Regions from separate parts of the Mus musculus genome. Here regions 1, 3, 4 and 5 are each linked to region 2. Evidence: chromatin contacts called from public ChIA-PET, HiChIP or PLAC-seq and promoter capture Hi-C data. All regions are on one chromosome and are shown on one strand. Each heading gives the region's core, a stretch centred on a gene start, on an enhancer-like site or on the middle of the called end of the contact. The rest is flanking DNA. Distances are from core to core; before and after follow the strand shown.

What was found. Promoter capture Hi-C pulls out the DNA fragments that hold promoters and counts their contacts. ChIA-PET counts read pairs in DNA pulled down with a chosen protein or histone mark. HiChIP or PLAC-seq counts read pairs in DNA pulled down with a chosen protein or histone mark.
Region 1: a promoter capture Hi-C map of pre-B cells shows a contact between it and region 2, with 5 times the contacts expected there. The contact joins the promoter of Elp4 here to the promoter of Rcn1 in region 2. A contact is called at or near these places in 12 of 39 promoter capture datasets (the 3T3-L1 cell line, the C10 cell line, the HPC-7 cell line and 6 more), 3 of 484 Hi-C or Micro-C datasets (B cells, Th1 cells and adipose-derived mesenchymal stem cells), 7 of 115 datasets of contacts at active chromatin or transcription factors (astrocytes, embryonic stem cells, large pre-B cells and 2 more) and 3 of 9 other capture datasets (adipose tissue, embryonic stem cells and embryonic tail).
Region 3: a contact with region 2 is called in an RNA polymerase II ChIA-PET map of memory CD8 T cells, with 23 read pairs. The contact joins the promoter of Eif3m here to the promoter of Rcn1 in region 2. A contact is called at or near these places in 3 of 39 promoter capture datasets (the 3T3-L1 cell line and pre-B cells), 3 of 115 datasets of contacts at active chromatin or transcription factors (effector CD8 T cells, large pre-B cells and memory CD8 T cells) and 1 of 9 other capture datasets (adipose tissue).
Region 4: a contact with region 2 is called in an H3K4me3 HiChIP or PLAC-seq map of embryonic stem cells, with 11 read pairs. The contact joins the enhancer-like site here to the promoter of Rcn1 in region 2. A contact is called at or near these places in 1 of 39 promoter capture datasets (embryonic stem cells), 2 of 484 Hi-C or Micro-C datasets (adipose-derived mesenchymal stem cells and embryonic stem cells), 3 of 115 datasets of contacts at active chromatin or transcription factors (craniofacial prominence, embryonic limb bud and embryonic stem cells) and 3 of 9 other capture datasets (adipose tissue, embryonic tail and liver).
Region 5: a contact with region 2 is called in a promoter capture Hi-C map of hippocampal neurons, with 4 times the contacts expected there. The contact joins the promoter of Wt1 here to the promoter of Rcn1 in region 2. A contact is called at or near these places in 3 of 39 promoter capture datasets (hippocampal neurons and liver), 3 of 484 Hi-C or Micro-C datasets (embryonic stem cells, nephron progenitors and uterus) and 1 of 9 other capture datasets (adipose tissue).

What each region holds. Positions count from the first base shown.
Region 1 is chr2:105,902,446-105,906,671 of GRCm38.p6, reverse strand. It overlaps Elp4 (elongator acetyltransferase complex subunit 4), which reads left to right and starts at 2,108. Exons shown (of 10, transcript NM_023876.4): 1 at 2,108-2,403. The coding sequence starts at 2,184. It overlaps Immp1l (IMP1 inner mitochondrial membrane peptidase-like (S. cerevisiae)), which reads right to left and starts at 2,034. Exons shown (of 7, transcript NM_028260.2): 1 at 1,942-2,034.
Region 2 is chr2:105,397,932-105,402,222 of GRCm38.p6, reverse strand. Rcn1 (reticulocalbin 1) reads left to right here and starts at 2,904. Exons shown (of 6, transcript NM_009037.2): 1 at 2,904-3,253. The coding sequence starts at 3,018.
Region 3 is chr2:105,015,488-105,019,497 of GRCm38.p6, reverse strand. It overlaps Eif3m (eukaryotic translation initiation factor 3, subunit M), which reads left to right and starts at 2,471. Exons shown (of 11, transcript NM_145380.2): 1 at 2,471-2,552. The coding sequence starts at 2,511. Gm38521 (predicted gene, 38521) reads right to left here and starts at 2,377. Exons shown (of 2, transcript NR_165821.1): 1 at 2,295-2,377; 2 at 1-1,828.
Region 4 is chr2:105,688,798-105,692,753 of GRCm38.p6, reverse strand. Pax6 (paired box 6) reads right to left here. Exons shown (of 12, transcript NM_001310144.1): 7 at 1,031-1,189; 8 at 478-560; 9 at 134-284; 10 at 1-17. Among named protein-coding and RNA genes, the nearest start is that of Pax6, 15 kb to the right of the region's middle. RefSeq lists an enhancer at 2,327-2,827. Within about 2 kb of position 1,348, at least 17 of the 459 cell types and tissues checked have an H3K27ac peak or open chromatin away from gene starts, as enhancers often do. A contact at or near this core is called in embryonic stem cells, where this site is marked.
Region 5 is chr2:105,123,867-105,127,853 of GRCm38.p6, reverse strand. It overlaps Wt1 (Wilms tumor 1 homolog), which reads right to left and starts at 1,325. Exons shown (of 10, transcript NM_144783.2): 1 at 412-1,325. The coding sequence starts at 1,057. Wt1os (Wilms tumor 1 homolog, opposite strand) reads left to right here and starts at 1,344. Exons shown (of 7, transcript NR_015462.1): 1 at 1,344-1,531. RefSeq lists an enhancer at 1,081-1,310, a cis regulatory region at 1,606-1,643 and a promoter at 1,072-1,838.

The sequences.
Region 1 (4,226 bases), core at 859-3,358, 510 kb before region 2:
TAGAACAGAGAAAGATAGAAGAGTCCACCACACAGGCTGACAGCTGTGTAACCCTCCAGCTGCCACTTACTTCTGTGGGGCAACACAAAGAAGTGCCACATAACTGGCACTTTTAAATGGCTCAAAGGAAAAGGAAGACCATGATGTAACATATAAAAAGTATTTGAAATTAAATTTCAGCTTCTAGCAAAGCTGTGCTCAACCATTAATGCCAGTCTCATGGTTTACTCATGGAAGAGATGAGAAGATTCAAGAGATTTTATTGTCTGCCAAACCTAAATTACTTACTATTTGGTCTCAGAGCTATCCACTTAAGACCAAACACAAATATACAGTAATTGTCATATTTCCTACTGTGACTCTAACTGGTGTTGGGTTTTTATGGAGAATAATAAAGGATAATCAAAAGAAACAAAGTATATTATCTGCCTAAAAGGAGTTTGACATCTAAACTACAAAGACTGGGAACTAGGATAGGAATTCTTTATTTGCTATTAGAGAAGGAATCCACCATTTTAATAAAATTATAAGATTGTATAAAAATTACAAGACTGGGTTTAAGCAGAAAGCAAGTGCTTAGCAGTTATCTGAGTGCCTTAAAAATATAAAGGCATGTGCTGTACCTACTGTCACCAGTGTGACATATCTGAAATGAAAACAAGCAACCTTTATCAAATCTCTCTGGTTGATGTGCTGCTAAACCACAAACTTTGTTGCCCCCCCATATGATTCTCTTATATTTGTTTGAAGTTTTTTTAATTATTATTTGTTTTGCTGATGCTAACTCTGAATATCTGATTCTCCTTTTCCAACTGTTTGGGATTATAGTCTCCTGCCCAAGCCCAAATATGATGCAGGAAAAAAGAAAGGGTGGGAAGGAGGAAGGGAAAGAGGGAATGGAAAGAAAAAACCGTAAGTAAAGGTGTTGTGGTGGCATTCACCTGTAAGTCTCAGGCAAAGGCAGGCAGACTTCTGTGAGTTATATACCAACAGGGCTACATAGAGAGATCCTGTCTCAAAATAAATGAATGAATGAATGAATGAATCAATCAATCAATCCATATATCATGTATCACCCATCACTGTCAGCAGTAATTAAGTGACACAAGTATTGACTTAGGTCTCTTTTTCCGTTCAAACATTGCTTATCTTGGATGTCTTCTAGAAATCACTTAACCAATTCCTCCTCCAGTTCACATATGAAAAAAAAAATCAGGTCTGAATTACATGGTTTTTTTTCTACCACAAATAAAACTCATAGTGTAGTAGGAACCCTCTCCATTCAGATTCAAATTACTAGAAAAATAAGGTACAAATACATCTAATTCCACTCAGATTTAGGGGAGAGAAACTTCAAGTAGTTTCCGTTATTTGCAGCTGCTTTGGAGAAGTGACAATTAAATGTGTGAACAAGGTTGTCAGAGTAACACTTGCCATTCACACTGCTTAGGAAAGACCCTCCGAGATTTCCAGAAACACTAATTAAAATTAAGAAAAGCTGCTCACGGGGACTTGTCAGAAAGGTATAGTCTGTGAGAGTGGGGGAAGAAAGCCCAATGGTCTCGAAGTTCATAAACGGAAGTTTCTAAGTAAAGTCTACCTTAACCCAACCCACCTAACCCTGGGTTCTCACTGCCTTAAGCCCAAGAGCTCACCAGCCACTGAAGTCACAGTTACTCCTGTCCAGACAGCTCAACCATTCGGGAAATCAAGGTTTCGAGGAGAGGTAGTGGTGGGGGTGGTAGGGATGGGGAATAACTTTCCTTAGAGACCCAAGAGGTGAGAGAGGCAAAAAGAGGCGTCTCTCTGCTAAACAGCAGGGGAGAGCGCCAACTCGCAGTGGCTTTAGAAGCCCTGGGGGCGAATCGCTTCTCTTTCCTTTCCTTTTAACTCGTGAACGTAGGCACTCGCAAATCAAGAATGCCGAAGGACGGTACCCACCTGCGGCCCCAAACACCAACAGAAGTTCCTCGGCCAGGACTCAGACGGACCAGGGCCGCGTACACCCCTCCAGCTTTACGCACCGCACTTTTCAGCAATAGGCCTTGCGATTGGTTGACCTGCAAGGAAATCTCAGTTCTATTGGCTGCCAATGGCGTGTAGGCGGGACTTTGGGGCTAGCTCTGACAGGCCCCCCGCTCCAGTTCCCAGAGTTCCGATTGGGTCATCGTAGGAGCTTCAAGATGGCGGCGGCAGACACTTGCGGCGCGGGTACCCTCAGCTCCCGGTCTGTGGCGTCCGAGGCGGGTCAGGGCGGCACCTCTAGTTTCCAGAGGAAGGGCAAGGCCTCTGGGGGCCCCGGAGGGGGCCCTCGGCTGCTGTCCATTGCTGGCACGCGACCGTCGGTGCGGAATGGACAACTGCTGGTGTCAACCGGGCTCCCAGCCCTGGACCAGCTCTTAGGTCGGTTCAGAATAAATATGTGGGCGCGTTCCAGGAGAAACTTGGGGGAGGGACTCCTGGGCAGCCCATCACCCCTGTGCTTGGCCCGGCCCCACGCACCCATTTCCTTTTTCCCTCTCTTCTTCATAAGCATGGTTAGGATGACCTGCCCTGACAGAGGAAGACTGGGAGGAAACTTGCATGGAGATGTCAAGAGGTGTGCACTAAGCCCGCCTTAAGACCCAGACTCCTTACTCTTCTCTGTTCAGCACCTCATTTCTAGATGACCATGGACTCCCTACATGCCATTACCCTAAAATGATTACTACTGAAAAAGAAACACATATGGAAAGGAATTGGCTTGTAGGATCCTCTGCTGGTGTCTTAGGACTCCTTCCTTCCAACCCCGGGTAGCTTAAAGCTGGGACTAACCCACAAAACTTTTTAGAGTTTTAAAGAAGGGTTCCTTTAGAAAAAGTTGAAAGTATTGCCCTCTTTCCCACAGCCTGGCTACTCATCTTAAATAGTAGAGCGGTATGGTTCTAAAGAGTGGATGTTAAAGATGCCTGTTGACTCAAAGAAATGACAGTCCTTGGTATTCAGATAGTTCTACACCCCACCCGAGTTTCTTTTTTTTTTTTTTAATTTTTTTTATTAGATATTTTCTTCATTTACATTTCAAATGCTATCCCAAAAGTCCCCTATGCCCTTATCCCCGCCCTGCCCTCCTACCCACCCACTCCCACTTCATGGCCCTGGCATTCCCCTGTACTGGGGCATATAAAGTTTGCAAGTCCAATGGGCCTCTCTTTCCAGTGATGGCCGACTAGGCCATCTTCTGCTACATATGCAGCTAGAGACACGAGCTCTCAGGGTACTGATTAGTTCATATTGCTGTTCCACCTATAGGGTTGCAGACCCCTTCAGCTCCTTGGGTACTTTCTCTAGCTCCTCCATTGGGGGCCCTGTGTTCCATCCAATTGATGACTGTGAGTATCCACTTCTGTATTTGCCAGGCACTGGCATAACCTCAGAGGAGACAACTATATTAGGGTCCTTTCAGCAAAATCTTGCTGGCATATGCAATAGTGTCTGGTTTTGGTGGCTGATTATGGGATGGACCCCTGCCACCCGAGTTTCTTAAATATGTTCTTATCATCTCTGGAATTTTTTGGGTTTTTTTTGTTTGTTTGGTTGGTTGTTTGGTTTGGTTTGGTTTTTTTTTTTGGGGGGGGGGGTCGAGACAGGGTTTCTCTATGTAGCCCTGGCTGTCCTGGAACTCACTTTGTAGACCAGGCTGGCCTCGAACTCAGAAATCCACCTGCCTCTGCCTCCCAAGTGCTGGGATTAAAGGCGTGCGCCATCACCGCCCAGCATCTCTGGAATCTTTAATGCAAAGCCTACTGAAGAATATACTTGTTTCATAGAACTGATTTGTTGAAAGGATTGATTAGTTAAGTTAGTAGGACAGGCTGCATTTCTGTCTGACTGCTGCTTCATGGAAACGTGTGTTTACATTTTGTAACCCTTTTTTATAGTGTTTATTATATTTCCTTTAAACTTGGTGCATTTGTATAATATATTGCATTTACCATTGCTTATTCTTGTTCTTCACTTGACATTTTCTCTGGGTTCTGCTCCAGGCTTTTCAAGTAAGTTTAGCAAAAAGGAAAGTCACAAGACAGGGAGCGCATCAGGAACAGCATGGTTTCTTGATTCTATGATTTCTTGTCCTAAATGTACCTTGATTGTTTTCTACATAAATTTAAAGTAGTTTGACATAATTGTTTCAAACCCACTCAGTTGTATGATACTGGAAACATGATGCAAAATGCATAGTAGGT
Region 2 (4,291 bases), core at 1,655-4,154:
TAATAATGTTTCCTTAGTTTTATTAACTTTTTAGCCTGAGTTTGGATGGTGCTACTTGCAGCTGATTGGCATATCCTGTCAGTTGTCTGAAACTGCTTTTCCTTTGCGTTGGTTCAGCCCTCAGCTACGTGCCTCCTCTGTCCTAAGACCCTTTGCCTCATTGAGGATGGAGGCTAACTTAGGAGGTGAGTATGTGCTTCATCAGTCTCCCCGTAGAAGCACAGGAGGGAAGAAAAAGCGAGCTTTAAGAATGAAAGAACACAATCACTTAGAGGAGAACCCCAAGTTAGCTTGTGTCATCAGTTTTCCTAATCCTTTGGTTGAGGGGACTTCTTAATTCTCACAGGGAAGATTGGGGGGGAAATGTGGGAAGAGAACGTAGGCAAGCTGTGGGGGAAATTACGCAAAGTCTTCCGGATTCACAGCACTGTGGGTAATTCCCACAGGGAATGAGTCTACCTCTGAAACACTCTATGGGAAACCAGCAGTGTGTGGCAGGAAGCCCAACTGTGGCAAGGCTGAAAGGTATGCCACCTTCATTCATGATGTGTTGCTTCAACACCAGTGAGCCCAAGCCTGTCCTGGCAAAAGTCATGAGTGAGCAGCCTGTCAGCAGCCCCCACTCCCTGTCCCATCCCCTTTCCAATCTCTTCTTCCCCCACCCCTTGACTCGATTTGTATCCCACTTGCCTTGCAAACACAAAGGGTATTATGCCACTCACCTCAAGACATGTGTTTGACAAGTTTATTAGTCAGGATTCTTTCAGGGAATAGAAACAATAAATAAACAAGCATTGCAAAAGAGGCTCTATTAGGTTGGCTTACAAGGAGCTGGCTAGTCAATCAGTGGCCATCTGTTTGCCCAAGAGGTTGCAGATCTGATGGCTGCTCATCCCTAGCTAGTGCTGAAGGGTGAGAAGATGCCTGTGAGTTCCTGGTCCCCCATCCACCTCGGAAGTCTGACGAAGCTGCAGTCTGACAGTGATGGCAACAGTAGCAGCATGCAGTGGAGGGGGCAGGAGCTCTGCTGCTCCCTCCCTGGGGTCTCTCTTTGCATCTGGGAACTGCCCACTAGAAGCTTGATTAACCATCAAGGGAGCATCCTCACAGTACTGTGTTTCCTTGGCTACAAGTCCACACCAATTTACCAACAGTTGACACTTTTCTAGTTTCAAATATAGCACTTCTTATCCCAATGGAAAATCAATGGAGGAACACTGGATCCATCAAACACTGGGTCCCCTCTTCCCCGGCCCCCATCTCCCTGACATCTAGAAGAGGTTGTCCAAGGTCACAGAGCATCACTCCCAGCTGCACTGTCCTCTGCCAGCTAACACAGGACCTCTCGAATAGGCCCATCGCTCTGCTTGGCTTACCCTTTACCTTTACCTCAGTTTCTATCAGTCCAGGAAACCCTCCTTGATTGGCCTACTATGTTATGTATACTCTGTAGAACCCTGGCTGGCTCGTTTTCATTATGCCCTGGTTTGCATATGCTTGGCCCAGGGAGTGGCACTATTAGAAAATTTGGTCCTGTTGGAGTAGGTGTGGTCTTGTTGGAGTAGGTGTGTCACTGTGGGTGTGGGCTTTAAAACCATCATCCTAGCTGCCTAGAAGAGAGTTTTCTCCTAACAGCCTTCAGATGAAGTCGTAGAACTCTCAGCTCCTCCTGCACCATGTCTGCCTGGATGCTACCATGCTCCCAACCTTAATGATAATGGACTCAACCTCTGAACCTATAAGTCAGCCCCAATGAAATGTTGTCCTTATACAAGCTGCCTTGGTCATGGAGTCTGTTCACAGCAGTAAAATCCTAAGGCAGCCATAAATGCTTATGTGTATCAGGCTCATCATCTTATTTGGTTGACCGAAAATGATCTTAATAGAAAGATTCTTGCTTCTGTGCTATAATGTCTTGGTTTCCTTACTGTAAGGGCGAGAAGCTGACCTTTTCTTCAGAATGTTAGAAAGGTGGGGGTGAACAGGTGGTTTTGCAGCTTTTAGGGCTGGGGTTAGGAGGAGGCTTCTCTCTTCAACCACAGTTTCCTGGGACTCTTTAAAAGATTCGTCGACCCTCTGACATTTACATGCATTTTTGTGAAGAGTAAAAGGTTCAGACGGGCATTCTCAGTTTGTTAGACACTAGCCACGCGTGGCTATTTACATTTAAGCTCAACTATTGGCTTTGGACCGGCTCCATGTCAAGTATTCAGTGGCCATATAGAGAACATTTCCTTCGCTGTAGAAAGTTATATAATACAGACCATCACTAACTGGTATCATTATTTCGGATTTAATACGCTGATAGGATTTGAGACAGATAGTAGGTTTGTAAAAATGGCTTGCCAACATTCAGAAACGAAAGCTTTATATGATATCTCTGCTTCTTTTAGGAAGCCTTTCTGCCTCTCTCCCATAGGAGCTTGAAAGAACTTCTCCTTATTCACCCCGTCTCCTCCCACAGTCCTCTGGTGTTATCCCATGGATGTTAAGATTGCCTTCTCCCTAACCTAGGGGACCACGCCCATCCTGGCCTCCTTCCAGACTCAAGTGCTCTCCTAACCACAATGCAAATTGTTAACCGGACTTAAATGTTCATCTCTGGGCCAGCCTTGGGCTGAAGTTCGGGCTGTCAGCTGGAAGCTGAGTGGAAGCGCTGCTTTTCTAAAAGCGAAGACGAGCTATCACCCCAAAACATCTGTTGCATTTTCTCAAAGTACTTCTTTCCGGTCTTGCAGAGAACCCTCCAGTCCGCAACCCCCATCATCTGGACCCGCCCCTCGCAACGAGATAGCGGGGAGGGGCCGAAGCGAAACCGGAGCCCGGCGCCCACCACCCTGGCTGGCGACGTGGCTCCGCGGCCCCAGCCTCCCCCGGCGGCGCCGTGGCCAATGGGCGCGTGAGTGGGGCGGCCCGAGCCTCCTCGAGCCAGCCGGGCGCGCCCCTCGCTGGGGAGGGGACAGCGGCAGCGGCGCTGTGAGCCCCCACTGCCCCGCAGCCTCCCTTTGCTCGCGACCATGGCGCGCGGTGGCCGCTTGGGACTCGCCCTGGGGCTGCTGCTGGCGCTGGTGCTGGCGCTGCGGGCCAAGCCCACGGTGCGCAAGGAGCGCGTGGTTCGGCCGGACTCAGAGCTGGGCGAGCGGCCGCCCGAGGACAACCAGAGCTTCCAGTACGATCATGAGGCCTTCCTGGGCAAGGAGGACTCCAAGACCTTCGATCAGCTAAGCCCGGACGAGAGCAAGGAGAGGCTGGGGTGAGGCTGCGGCCCGGGCCGCCCGGGGACCACGCAGGGGCCCATGGCCACCTCAGAGGGAGCCACGCGGGACCACAAGCGCAAAGCGAAAGCGAAATCGCGCCAGTTGGTCTCAGGGGCGAGGCCAGAGCTGAGGCTCAGAGGCACAAAGTTGCCAGCGGGCGCTCAGACCCCCGTGTGGAGGTCGCCACCACACCCGGCCGGGATAGCTTCCCACAGGGAGGCGAGAACGTGGCAGAGGCCTCCGGAGCAGGGAGCGAGAGGGCCCGCCCCCTCATCTAGGTTTCAGCAGAAGTGACTGGAGTGAGCCAGAGTTTGTTGGCTGTGGCCTTTTAGTACCTGGTTCTTTCCCATAGTCCAGAGAGAGGCACTTGAGACTTGCTTAAAAACATCTCAAGATCAAACAAATGTGTAAGAGATGGAGAGGCTTGTTCTTGGCCTGTCTCTAAATCAGGCTGGATGTTCTTGTCCTCTGACCAGTCATCCCAGAAATCAGGTTTTTAAAGGGGCTCATTGGAGCAAGAGGTACAGAGCTGGAAACGGATTCTTTGGCCTCTGCTCCCAGCATTATGGGTGAAGAAGCACTCAGCTTTTTGGCAACTGATTGGGGGCGGAGGGGGCGAGAAAAAAAGAAAACCTGCAAAATGGCTATGGTGGGGCTTTGTGAGTTTAGCCTGGAATCAGGAAACAAACCCGGGCATCATCTCAGTACCCCTACCCTGGTGCCCAGGAGACACTTGACCGTTGTGCAGAGGGACTAGGAGCTAGTGAGGACCAGGTGAAGGCAGGGCTGTGGAGGAACACAGCCATCCTCCCTGTGGGCCACCAGAGCTTCCAGAACCTGCTCCTGGGGGAGGAGGATCTTCGAGTTCTGCTACAGTTGAAAAGAACACAGCCATCTCTGTTCGACAAAGGGGCCAGGGCATTCAGCAGGACAGGATTAATGATACCCATTGTGTAGGTGAATACCTGCCTGTTGTGATAAAAAAGACCTTTGGACTTCAAAGTCACCTCCAAACAGTGTCCTTTATTTGGTAG
Region 3 (4,010 bases), core at 1,222-3,721, 380 kb after region 2:
TGCTAGGGTCTTTTTTCAATTAAGAAATGAATTTGACAAAAAGTGTCATTGAAAAATTATAAAGGAGTATGCTGGCTAGTTTTATGTCAGTGTCATACAATTTATAATTACCTGAGAGGCAGGTACCTTCTTTGAGAAAATGCTTCCATAAGATTGGGCTTGCAAGCAAGCTGTAAGGCATTTTCTCCGTTAGTGACCAGTGGGGCAGGGCTCAGCCCATTGTAGGTGATGCCATCCCTGGCTGGTGGTCCTGAGCTCTACAAGAAAGCAGGCTGAGCAAGCTATGAAAAGCAGGCCAGCAAGCAGCAGCATCCGTGGCCTCTGCATCAGCTAGAGTCTTGATTTCCTTCAGTGATGGACAATGATGTGGAAGTGGAAGCCAAACAAACCTTTTCCTCCCCAACTTGCTCTTAGTCATGGTGTTTCATCATGGCAATTAAAACCTTAATATGACAGTTAATCCCTTAGTGATAGAAAGCTTGCTTAGTCCACACAAAGCCTTGGGTTTGGTTCCATCACAATAACATAAACAATAAATAAGTTGCATGCTTTAATTTTGTTCTCTCTGGAAGGTCAACCACCTGCTGGTACATAATTTTGTCAGAGAGATCAATATGTTTTTAGCGAATGAGTAAATATCTAAAGATTCAAATAATTTTGTCTCTATCCTTTTGAAACCTCCTTCTCAAAAGTCCCCTGAAGTCACCTCTTTTACTTCACAAAGTCATAGAATAAAGGAAATCAGAAAAAAGGGGCGAGTAAGGGACGGGGCTAATATTAAAATAGGGTTTTAAAATGTTCAACAAAATATATGTATTTTTAAAGAAAGACTTATTGATGAGTTAAAATAAAATACTGAAGAAAAAGCTGGCAACATTAACATTTGAAACAAATTTCCATCAAGAAAGGGGAAAGAAGCTGAAAGCAAGGTTGAAAAGTATTAATCTTAGAAAAAAAAAGTCACCTTTCAAAATTCAAAGCAAAGATTGCTGTGATGATGAGCAAGGGTTGCCCTCCAGCTTCAGTGCCCGGGCCTTGGCCTAGTTAACTAGTATATTAGTGTGTTTACAGGACCACTGGGTATCTTCTCCCTCCTGAAATTCTGAGAAGACCATTCTAATAAATATGTTCTGGCTCAGCGCCCCACTCTCCTCTTACACCCTCTCTTCTCTCCTCTCCCCCCTCAGAAATCTGCTCCCCTCTTTTCAACCAGTCTCTCTTCCTTTTCTTCCTTGAGAACGTACCCCCCCACACACACTCATTCCACATTGTAACCCAGTACTCCAGGAAGATTGTCTTAGTGTGCTTCCCATTGCTATGATAAAATATTGGCCAAAAACCGACCTGGGGAAAAAGGGTTCATTTCATCTGACAACTCTCAGGTTAACCTCCATCGCTGAGGAAAGTCATGGCAGGAACCCAAGGCAGGAACCTGGAGGTGGGAACTGAAGCAGAGGCTTGCTCGCTGCCTGCTGACTTGCTCCTTGTGGCTAGCTTGGCTTACTTTTCAATGCAACTCAGGGCCACCTACCCAGGGTGGCACCACCCACAGTGGGCTGGGCCCTCCCATGTCAATCATTAAGGAAGAAAATACCTGACAGGCCATTTATTGGGGACATTCTATCAACTGAGGATACCATGTGTATATTCTCTAATAAAGTCTGTTTTTACTTTTTCAGCCCACTTTTTAATTGCATTTCCCCCTTATTGTTGCATTTACAATGTTCTTGATCTTCATGGCTCCAAGTTCTGCATCCAGGTTCAATCAACTGCAGACTATAATATTCTGGAGAAATATCTGTGCTGAATACGCAGACCTTGTCATTCCCTAGAAAACAGAGGACATAGAATTTACATTGGATTAGCTATTTTAAGTGCCCTGGAGATGACTTAAAGTACACAGGAGGTTATATAGACACGAACTAAGCCATTTTTATGTAAGCGTCTTGAGCCCCATAGATTCTGGAATCCTTAGAGGAGGGATCCTGGAGTCAATCCCTAACATACACTGAGGCACTGTGTATTCTGGATAAGTCCTTATTAATTAAGTGGGAGCATTCTTTGAAAACTAGTCACCCTTACTTAGCAAGGAGCATGGCCTAGCAACTGGACCAGCAAACTGGGAAGCATAACACAGGGGAAAAAAAAAATAGTTCCAAGGCTTTAGGGACAGGGGGCACCTGGAAAGCTCTCAGAGGCAGCAAGAGCTCTCTAGGCTCCCGAAGCTTTGGCCCAGGTAGGGTTCCGTGACCCGCAGGCAGCAGGCGGGCAGAGGACACTTTAGCCCAACCCACCTAAGTTTCCGGGGAGAGGGGAAGATTTCAGGTAGGAGCCTGCGAGGAGCTGAAGCAGAGGCCCGCGGGGAGGAAGTAGTACTGTGGGCCCCGCCCACGAGGCCCGCCCTCTGTGGCTGACCCGGAAGCGGTTGTGCGTAACCCTGTACGGCACCGCTCTCTTTTCCGGTCGGCGTGTTTCTGGATCGGAGCGTCTTCCGCAGCCCGGCCTTCACCATGAGCGTCCCGGCCTTCATCGATATCAGCGAGGAAGACCAGGTGCACGATGCTGGGCCCTCGGGGCAACGGGTGCGGGGGATTCCCGGGACGGAGCCCGTGAGGGGGAGCGCGCTCTCCTGACCTGGGTCTCGGCGCGTGCGCGGCCGAGGGTCCGGATGCGGGCCCGGTGGGCGCCAGGGCTCGTCCGCAGTCGTCGATGACGACCCAGAACTTTTCGGGGACAGGGACCAGCGTCTGCTAAGTTCGCGTGTGGCCCGCAGGAGCAACTTTGAGCGTGTGAATGCGGGCCTTCCGCGGCCACAGGCGACGGTGGCATGCATTTTACTAGTTGGCTCGCGTTTTCTGTTCCCAGGCGGCTGGGAGGCAGGAGCATCTGGCGGGCCATCCTGGACACTTTGAAGTTCACTAATTGGGGTTTACACCTGGGTGTACAGGACAGATGGCTTCTCCTTTTTCTGTAACAGGAGGTTAATTGTTGGGATGACAGTCTTTTAATTTTCTACAACCCAAACTGTTCTTCGTGAGCATGCATACGCTTTTATAATACCCACTGACAGAAACTTGGGGTTCCATATGTTACACAGGAGAAGAAAGGAAGTTATGCACACATAGAAAGATGCCGCATTAAGAGTATTTGACAGCAGAGGAAGCTAGAGTTCCCAGGCATTGACTAGTATTTACCAAAAAGGTACTTCAGGCCAGGGGCTGAATAGAGCCTTGGCATTGGCCATATTGTAGAGTGTCTTGTTGTCAGCAAGAATGATATAAAAACATTAAACTTAACTAATTCTTAGAAAAAGATTTGTAAAGCAGGAAGTGAACAAATGCTTTCTTTACATCTTGGTTAGATTATATATTTGTGTCATAAAGAAAAAGAATGATTTCTGCTGTTATTTTGCTTTTTCTAATATGACACTTGAGTTTTCAAAATATCTTTTTTATAATACCATGCCATCTTCTGTATAAAATTACTATGCTATTGTTTGGAAAAATAATTCCATCAGACCTAAGGGTTTGTTAGGTTTCTGAGGTCACCAAACACATTTGTGGGATTAAAAATGTTGGTTATTTTCCCCAAGGCTCTTTTGGCTTTGTCCAGACAATTTGACATCCGTGCTTTTTCTTTCCCCAACCCCCTTCTTGTTTTGATATTTGGGAAGTGTTTCACTATGGCTTGTTAAACCTTGGCTGGCCAGGAACCTGTAGAGATCCCCCTGCCTCTGCCTCAAGTGCTGTGGTCACAGTTATATGTCACCTCACCCTGCCCACCACCTCACCCTGGCACCTGTGCATTTTCTAATGGAACGCTTTATACTGTGATTCTTTAAGTTTTTATTCTGTTAGCTTTAAGTCATCTACATTTCTGTTTCAGTGCATGAATGTTAAACCATCGAAGGAAAAACGTTGTTAAAGATCCTAACTAGAGAGTAAAGTAGGAAACATCCAAATGACTTATTTTAGTAGTTATTTTGATAGTACCAAAAGTGCTTTCTGCCT
Region 4 (3,956 bases), core at 99-2,598, 290 kb before region 2:
TGATGTGAAGGAGGAGACTGCAGAGGAAGAGAAAAGAGACAGAGAGAGGGCAAGGTCATTCATTACAAGGCAAGAGAAAGTCAAGGGCAGGCAAGGTTAAGAACCGTTCTTGGCAGGTGGGATTTCAAGTTACCAGGTGTGGTGGGCTGTGGGATTGGCTGGTAGACACTGGTACTGAAGCTGCTGCTGATAGGAATGTGACTAGGAGTGTTGCTGGCCTGTCTTCTCTGGTTCCTCAGTTTCTCTTCTCTTCTCCATTTGGCCCTTCGATTAGAAAACCATACCTGGAAATGCACAGAACAGGTTAGCCCTATGCTTGCTACCACTCGGCCACAAACAAAAAGCCCTCCATCCCCACCCTTACCCTAGAACAAGGGAGTCTTTGCAAACCTGACCATGATTATATCAGTGACTGGTATACAGCCAAGGCAAAATATAAGCATCCCAGTGCATAAAAACCACATGGTCCCTAGGTACCTGTATTCTTGCTTCAGGTAGATCTATTTTGGCTGCTAGTCTTTCCCGGGCAAACACATCTGGATAATGGGTCCTCTCAAACTCTGAAAGAGTAAGTTGATTTTATATATTATACCAGAACACAAGATAGTTCAGACACTGGATCAACCTAGCTTTTAACACCCAACTCCCATCTCATCCAGCCAATCAGACAGCTTGACAGTGTGCTGACTGTACTAGCAAGAACTTTCCCACCAGGAGCAAGTTTTCTTTGGAATGACATTTAGTGTTTGTCCTTATCTGTGGCCTAAGACAGTCAGATAGGTCATCATTTCCTTTGTCTGTCAGAATTGTAATATTTCAGTTTGCTGGTGTGTGAAAAGAAGAGAGAAAATGCATATGCGCGCACACACACACACACAAAAAAAAAAAAAACACACACACACTGAAAAGTGGGGGGGGGGGGCTTTTCATCCTTTATGCAAAGAGCCCTAGCTAAATTTAGCCCTTTGTGCTTTTGCTGTGGCATTTCCTTTGATTTAAGGTTTCTCTGCTTTGGAAATTTCCCAGTCACCTTTCTCCAGAGCCTCAATCTGCTCTTGGGTAAAAGATGTTCTATTTCTTTGCAGCTTCCGCTTCAGCTGAAGTCGCATCTGAGCTTCATCCGAGTCTTCTCCGTTAGAACTGATGGAGTTGGTGTTCTCTCCCCCTCCTTCCTGTTGCTGGCAGCCATCTGCAACAAAAAGAATAGGACAATAAGAGAAATCGGAACGGCATGGGGGGGCTCCTAATGGGACTCGGCACAGTTAGAAACTCCGAGGACTGGGTAATCTGCGCCTCCACAAAGCCTTCCTAAGTTAGTCAGATGGTAGCCTTCTTTGAATGACACCAGTTACCTGAGTCACATTCCTTGGTTTTCATTTAGATGAGACCTGACAGTGCTCTCGCAAGGTCTCTTTGAATGACAAAGCAAGCCAAAAAGTTTCCAGGCAAAATGATCTTTCCCTGCCGACTCTGACTCCACATCCAGTTCCCTTGCCCTACAGAAAGTATTTACCTATGGCTGTGTTGGGAAAATAGAGTGATGTGCACGATTTCAGCTGATCTATAATCAGTAATTCCTATCTAATCAATTAGATGTTGATAGGTTTGTAGAAAATGCTATTAAGAAACCAAACCAAGCTTGTAATCTTTTTAAAAAAATATTTATCTAGTTTTTATTTGAATTCTGCACAGTCAATTTCATTTTAAAGGTTGTGAATTTAGAAGTGCTTGCATTGTTCTGCAGTTTTATTCAACCATTGTGTGAGTGTGTTTCGCCTTGACACCTATTACGAGCACAGCTGTAATTATATCATCACCAAGAACAGGCTATAATTGCTGAAAATGGAATTTTATATTTAGATAAAAGGACTGTCCATTCTTTGTAATGTGTTGCACCAGAGAAAAGTAAGATTTCTTTTAAATTTTTAACGTGTAATTTTAAAAGAGAGACGGCGGAGAGTTCACTAACTAGCTAAATATGCTAAGCTGCAGCTGAGTCCTTGGCATATCATTTAAGTGGTACATTTTTAATTAGGGCATTTCCACCACTTTTAATGTAATTTCTATCATTAAACAGGGAAAGTTTCATTGTTTTCCTTTGCGCTTGGTGAAGAGCTGTGCACTTGGGCTAACCGGCTCTGCTGTGCACCTTTCGGGCAAGGCGGCAGCCTGTGGGAAGGAAAGGACTCAGGCCTTGGCTGGGCTTCCCAGGGCACTGCAGGCTGTCTTGGGTCCTGAGGCCTGTGGCCCCCACGGGATACCAACAAGAACTGTTCTCTCCGGATCCTAGAAACTTGGCTAGTTTGGGGGGAGGGGGCGCCAGGCCTCTGTGGGAATCGACTTGGCCAGGAATATCATTTATAACCAGGAGACAATAGGCCGCGCCTTCAAAGCGTTCAGGGAATTGTGACAGGATCTAGTGGGATCTTTTCAGGAACTTTGAAATGTTTTAAAACCCCAACTTTCTCCCCCATTTAAACAGGCGGATTCATCGGCACTGGCCACCATATGGGCCCTTGGAGATCTATTGAGATGACCACCAACACTTGAATAGCGAGGGGCTGCTTTTCAGCACCACACAATGCCCCGCGAGTAAGGGAAACTATTAAACTCCTGGGGCAGGAGCGTTGGCAAACTTTCGTGGGCAGAATTTTGAGGCCACAATAAGCACGGACAACAAAAGGATTCTCTCGAGGCGTGCAGCGGGCCACATTGTGTTACAAGAAGCTCAGTCAACAGACTTTTCAGCGAAGTGTGTTAACCCCTCTGCACTGCTATCATTAATCACTGTCCGGAGAGCGGGCGCCGCGGTGCTATTTAGGGCGCTTGGCTGGGGGGTGTGGGGGGGGTGGATGGGGGGCCAGGGTAGGGGGTGGAGGGAAGTGGGGAGGGTGGATGGGGACCAGAGCTGGGGCTGAGGGGAGGCTAAAGGAGAGAAGCTAAAGAGGAAGGATGGTGTGGGGGAGGGGCAGAGAAAGATGGAGGGCTCCAAAGAGATGGTGGTCAAAAAGGATAAGAAGGGACAGAGGGGAAATGTTGAGGAAAAAGAGACTGGAGAGTCGACGGAGAAGGGAGAAAACCACGAAAAGGAAAAGGAGGAGGGAGCGTGTATTGGTAAACAAGCCGCAGGCATCTTGCCCTACTTCAGATGAATGGGGGAGGGGAGGGTCGCCTGCCGAAGGAGACGCGCCGAACTCACGTGTAGGGGCACAAGTGGCTGTACTAATTTGCTGCCCCAGGTCTCTTGAGGACTCTTCAAAGTGGTCCCCCCACCCAGGGGGGAAAATGATGAGAGCCTGTTCCTTTTCCCTTTTATTGTCGGATTCGGTGAAGGAGGATACATTTTTGTCCCCCACCCCACCCCACCCCGTTGGAACTACTAAAAAAGTCCATCGGTTACTGCTTTTGGAAAACACAATCCTGCCTGGTCACTTATGCCTCCACCCAAAAGAAAAGCCCTGTCCCTTCTCTAGCACGTTAGATCTTGTCAATTAAACAAAGCTGGGGGTCTCCCTCTGAAGACGCCAGCACATAGCGTTTCTCTATTCTCATCTGCTTCTTGGACATCCTCTTCATTTTAAAGCATGGGGGTTATATTGACAGTCCTCCACGCTCAGGCACTACTTATAGATTAGCATGTGCTGGTTACATAAACCTAGGATTTGCGCTACCTTGAAAAATGATATTTAGGGACAAAAAAAAAAAAGTCTAGAGGAGCAGGAAAATGGCATTTAAACCCCGTTTTGCTGCTTCTTTTTAAAAGTGGAGTTAGAGAACGCTACGGGATTCACCGCCGCCTGCCCGCCCGCTGCCGCCGCCTCTTAACCAGCCCAGAAAGCAACCCTGAAAATGTGTTCACTACTTTAAAAGTAGCAAGTGTTTGCAGCCAGGTGACTGAGTGCTCACTTAGATAGAGCTGGAGGGTTTTTTGCTCCCTCCCCCCAACCCCACCCCCG
Region 5 (3,987 bases), core at 76-2,575, 270 kb after region 2:
TCTTGGTCTACCCTAGACGTTTTAAGAGTCAACGCCTGGTGAGGCCTTATGCATCAGACTTTCCCCCGGTGTAGAGTCACACGTTACAGCCAACCTCCTCTTCCTCCTCCCGTGGAGTTCCGAAATCTCTAGGACACCCCGGGGCCCCAGATGTCCTCCCGCGTCCTACGAACTATCGGACTCTGGGGTTGCGCTCAGTAATGTGTAAGTGGTGGTGGTGGTGGTGCGTTGTCGCGTTGTCACTCGCATTTGACAGAGCCCACTCCTCCCTGTCCGCTACTTTCAGACTCCCTTGGAAGGCTGCTGAGTAAGAACTGGCATCAGGAAGGAACAGACAAGGGGAGAAGCGGCGTGGGAGCAGGTCGCGGAGCCACTACCGCGCGTGGAGGTCGCGCTGTCCGGAATCCTTACCTTGGTTGCGGATGGTAGGCTGGCTCTCCAGGCAGCTGGGCAGGTAGGGCGCATTGGGGAACATCCTGGCCTGGCCCGAGGACGCCTGGCTGGGCGGGGGAGGACCGAAGGGTCCGTAGCGACAGGCCCCGGCTGTACCGGTGAACTGGCCCGAGAAGTGCAAGGTGAAGGCGCTCAGGCACTGCTCCTCGTGTGGCTCGGCGCCGCCCCAGCTGGGCTCCTGTTTGATGAAGGAGTGGGGTGGCGGCGGAGGCGGCGGCGGAGCGGGAGGAGGCGCGGGACCGCCCAGCGACCCGTAAGCCGAGGCGCCCGGAGGCGCGAAGTCCAACACGGGCGCCCACTGCGCTGCGCCGCTCACAGGGAGCCCGCAGCCGCCGCCGCCGCCGCCCAGCGAAGACACAGCGGGCAGCAGCGCGTTCAGGTCCCGCACGTCGGAACCCATGAGGTGCGGCTCGGATGCGGACGGTTCTCCGCTCCTGCGATCCTGCGGATTCTCGGCGCTGGACTTGGCCCAGGCGCTCCGGGGGCCTCGGTCCCCAGGTTGCTCCGGCTGCTGGACGCACCCGGGCTCCCGGCGGAGCGTGTGCTGAGACGCCGGCTCCGGGACACACGTGGAAGCCGGCTCCTGCGACAGGAGGAAGTCCAGGATCGCGGCGAGGAGGCGGCGGGCCCGGGTTCCTGGGCTGCCGTCCTCTCTCTGGGTGGGTGGGTGAATGAGTGGGTGGGAGGGAGGGCGGGAAAAGGAAAGGGGGAGCAGGCAGGCGGTCGGGTTGCGGAGAGCCCCGGGTGTGGGCGCTGCCTTGAACTCCTTACCCCAGCTGCCTGGCTGCCCCCAGCTTCCCAAAGCTCAAATAAGAGGGGCCGGCAGCAGGGAAGGAGGAGGAGCCAGGATGCTCGGCCGCTCCATTCACACAGCAGCCCTAGCCTAGCTCAGCAAAGCGCGCTGCTCGTCCCGGTTACTAGCACCGGGGGTGTGGGGCGGGCCCGAGGGAGCGTTCATCTCGGAGACACCCTCCTCTCTGGCCCGCCACGTGCTCTCAGCTGGCCTGTACCGCAAGCCTCCCCCTGCTACCCTAGCTGGCCTTCCCGAGTGTAGGCGCCTTGAGGCAAGGCCGTCTAGGTAAGTAATGAGTCCCCTCGGTGTCGGACCGAAGTAGGAGAAGAGTCCGGGCTGTTAATCAGGAAGGGTGGGGGTGGAGGGAGGGGCAGGTGGGCTCCAAGAGGGCGGGAACCAGAGAGCCCAGAGAACTCTCCTGGGTTCTGAGGCAGATAGCCTAACTTTGGGGCTTATCTCCTCCCATGTCCAGAATTCTAGAGGCTAGCTGCGGGGTCACTTTAGGAGATTAGTCCCTCTGGGTTCGCAGGTTGAGATTCAAGGTGAAATTGTTCGGGATAGATAATTATGAAGTGTGACGTCAGTTGTGACAAGCGGGACCTTTTCGGCTGTCTGATAATTGGTTCTTTGGTACGGTTGGAACCCAGAGGGCGGGTGTTACCTACAGTGTAGATGACACTTACTGTCTCTTTTTGGCAATGGGGTATTTAAACCTTAAATTAACTGGGGGAAATTTTCAGCTGTTTTGGGGGGTGCCGTGGGAGGCGCTTAGCAGAAATGCCCAGAACCTACTTTGAGTGTGGTGGGAACGTTTCGGCGCCTTGTTGAGAAGAAACGGGAATGGAGGAGCAAAGCTACGTCTCCAAACACAGCTTCTTCTAGTGATTAGGGAATGATGGCGGACCTGCGGTGTTTGATCGGGAGATGCAAACTAGTCAGACTAACCTAGAAATGAGCCCAGGAGAGACTTCACAGGCCCTTTGCTAGAGGCGTGTTTGCACTGGTAGCCCAGAGGGTTTCCAGAGAGTGGCTTCTCAAAAAGAGCTCCTCCCTACACCTTGTAGCTGTTTGGAATCTTGGAACAGGTGTTTGGGGGTTGGTTTGTATTGTCTGAGTTTCCTAAAGCAGTGGAATCCTCGGAGGAAAGAACCCGTAGGCAAATAGAAGCCTAAGGAGTGTAGTGGGTTTCGCAGGTCAGACTTGGGGACTCTTGGAGGCAGCAGCGACTGTTCACCCTGGGACTGCCAGGCGCGCGGGGCCGGGAAGCCAGCTGGTGGCAGTCAGGCATCTGGAACCAGAATGAGGCTTGAAGCTTTCCAACTAAACCTGGGTGGGGGGGGGGCAGTCAAGGATGTTGACTGTAAACACAAAGAAATCTAGCATTTCAATGGTCTTAGTGCATTCACCAGTTGCTGCACATTGATTTTAACTCACACGGATTCGTGAATCCAGAATCGTCATGAATTTGACTTGGAACCCAAGGCTCAGAAAGTTATTTGCCTTGAGCAATTGCCGGTTCCTCTTGGGGATACACAATATATAGATGAAGACTGTCCTAAGGGAGCTTAACAGAGCTGCACTATCCGTCGATACACCTTCACTTTCCACCATAGTGGACACCGCGTGAGATGCTTGGGGGTTTTGACTAATTTGTAAAGGACTAGAAGCCCCCCCCCCGTCCTCTTTCTTGAAAGGAAGGAAGGAAGAAAGGAAGGAAGGAAGGAAGAAAGAAAGAAAGAAAGAAAGAAAGGAAGGAAGGAAGGAAGGAAGGAAGAAAGAAAAAAAGAAGGAAAGACAGACAGGGCCCCCACGACAAGCTTCTCCCATCTCCCCTGTTCTCTATCCCTAACTGTGTAATAGTGCCCAGGGTCATTGGACTTCTTGGGGAAGACAGGCCCTTTGGGATACAACCTCTCAAGCCAGCTTGCCCTGAAAGTCCCTCGCCCCTGTCCCTCCTCCCCACCTCCCGACCTCGTATTTCTACTCGTTTCCCTGTTTCCCTTAACTTGGGGAAAGAGGAGCCCTTCGCGAAGAGCCAGGGTTTCATTACCAAAGGAAAGTGGAGATACTTTCTTTTTTAGTCTCCTGCAAAATTTTTGGGAGGGAGATGTGGATGGAAGTGATGTGTAGAGAGGCCGGTTTGATTTGAGCTCCTGAGAGTATTGTATTTCAAGAATGGAAAAGGACATAGCTCAGTATCCACCTTTACATTTTTCAGGTTTGTCTGGGGGCGGGTTTGCGCGGTGGGCTAGCAGGAGAGAAAATGGGCGTTCGGAAATTGGAACTCCTCTGTCATTTTTTCTCAGAATTTCTGAGGGGGAACCCAGGAAGCATATGTTTGACTCCCCATTTCAATCCCAGGGTGCCCTTTTACTCTAACTTCTCGCATAAAAGTAGCAAGAAGTTCCTATCAGGGTGGAGAAATAAGTGCGAGGCGAATTCCAGAAGCTGCCTGCGCTCAGTTGGAGGACTCCTGGTCAGACTGGACGCTCCTGAGATTCCCCTTTGCCCAACTATGTCTAGAAGTCCAAGCGGCAGGAAGCCAGTGCTCTGGGACCCGCAAACCTTGGGGTCACAGAATACCCCATCCCTTTCTCCTCTGGTTACCCCAGCAGACGCCTTGCTACACTGACTTGGGTGCCCTGAGCTGACTGTGAGAGCTACTGACAGCCTGCCCAGGGGGTGTTGCACTTGCCGCCCACCCTAAACCCCCCTCCTTTGAGGCCTGCCCGGGTTCCAGA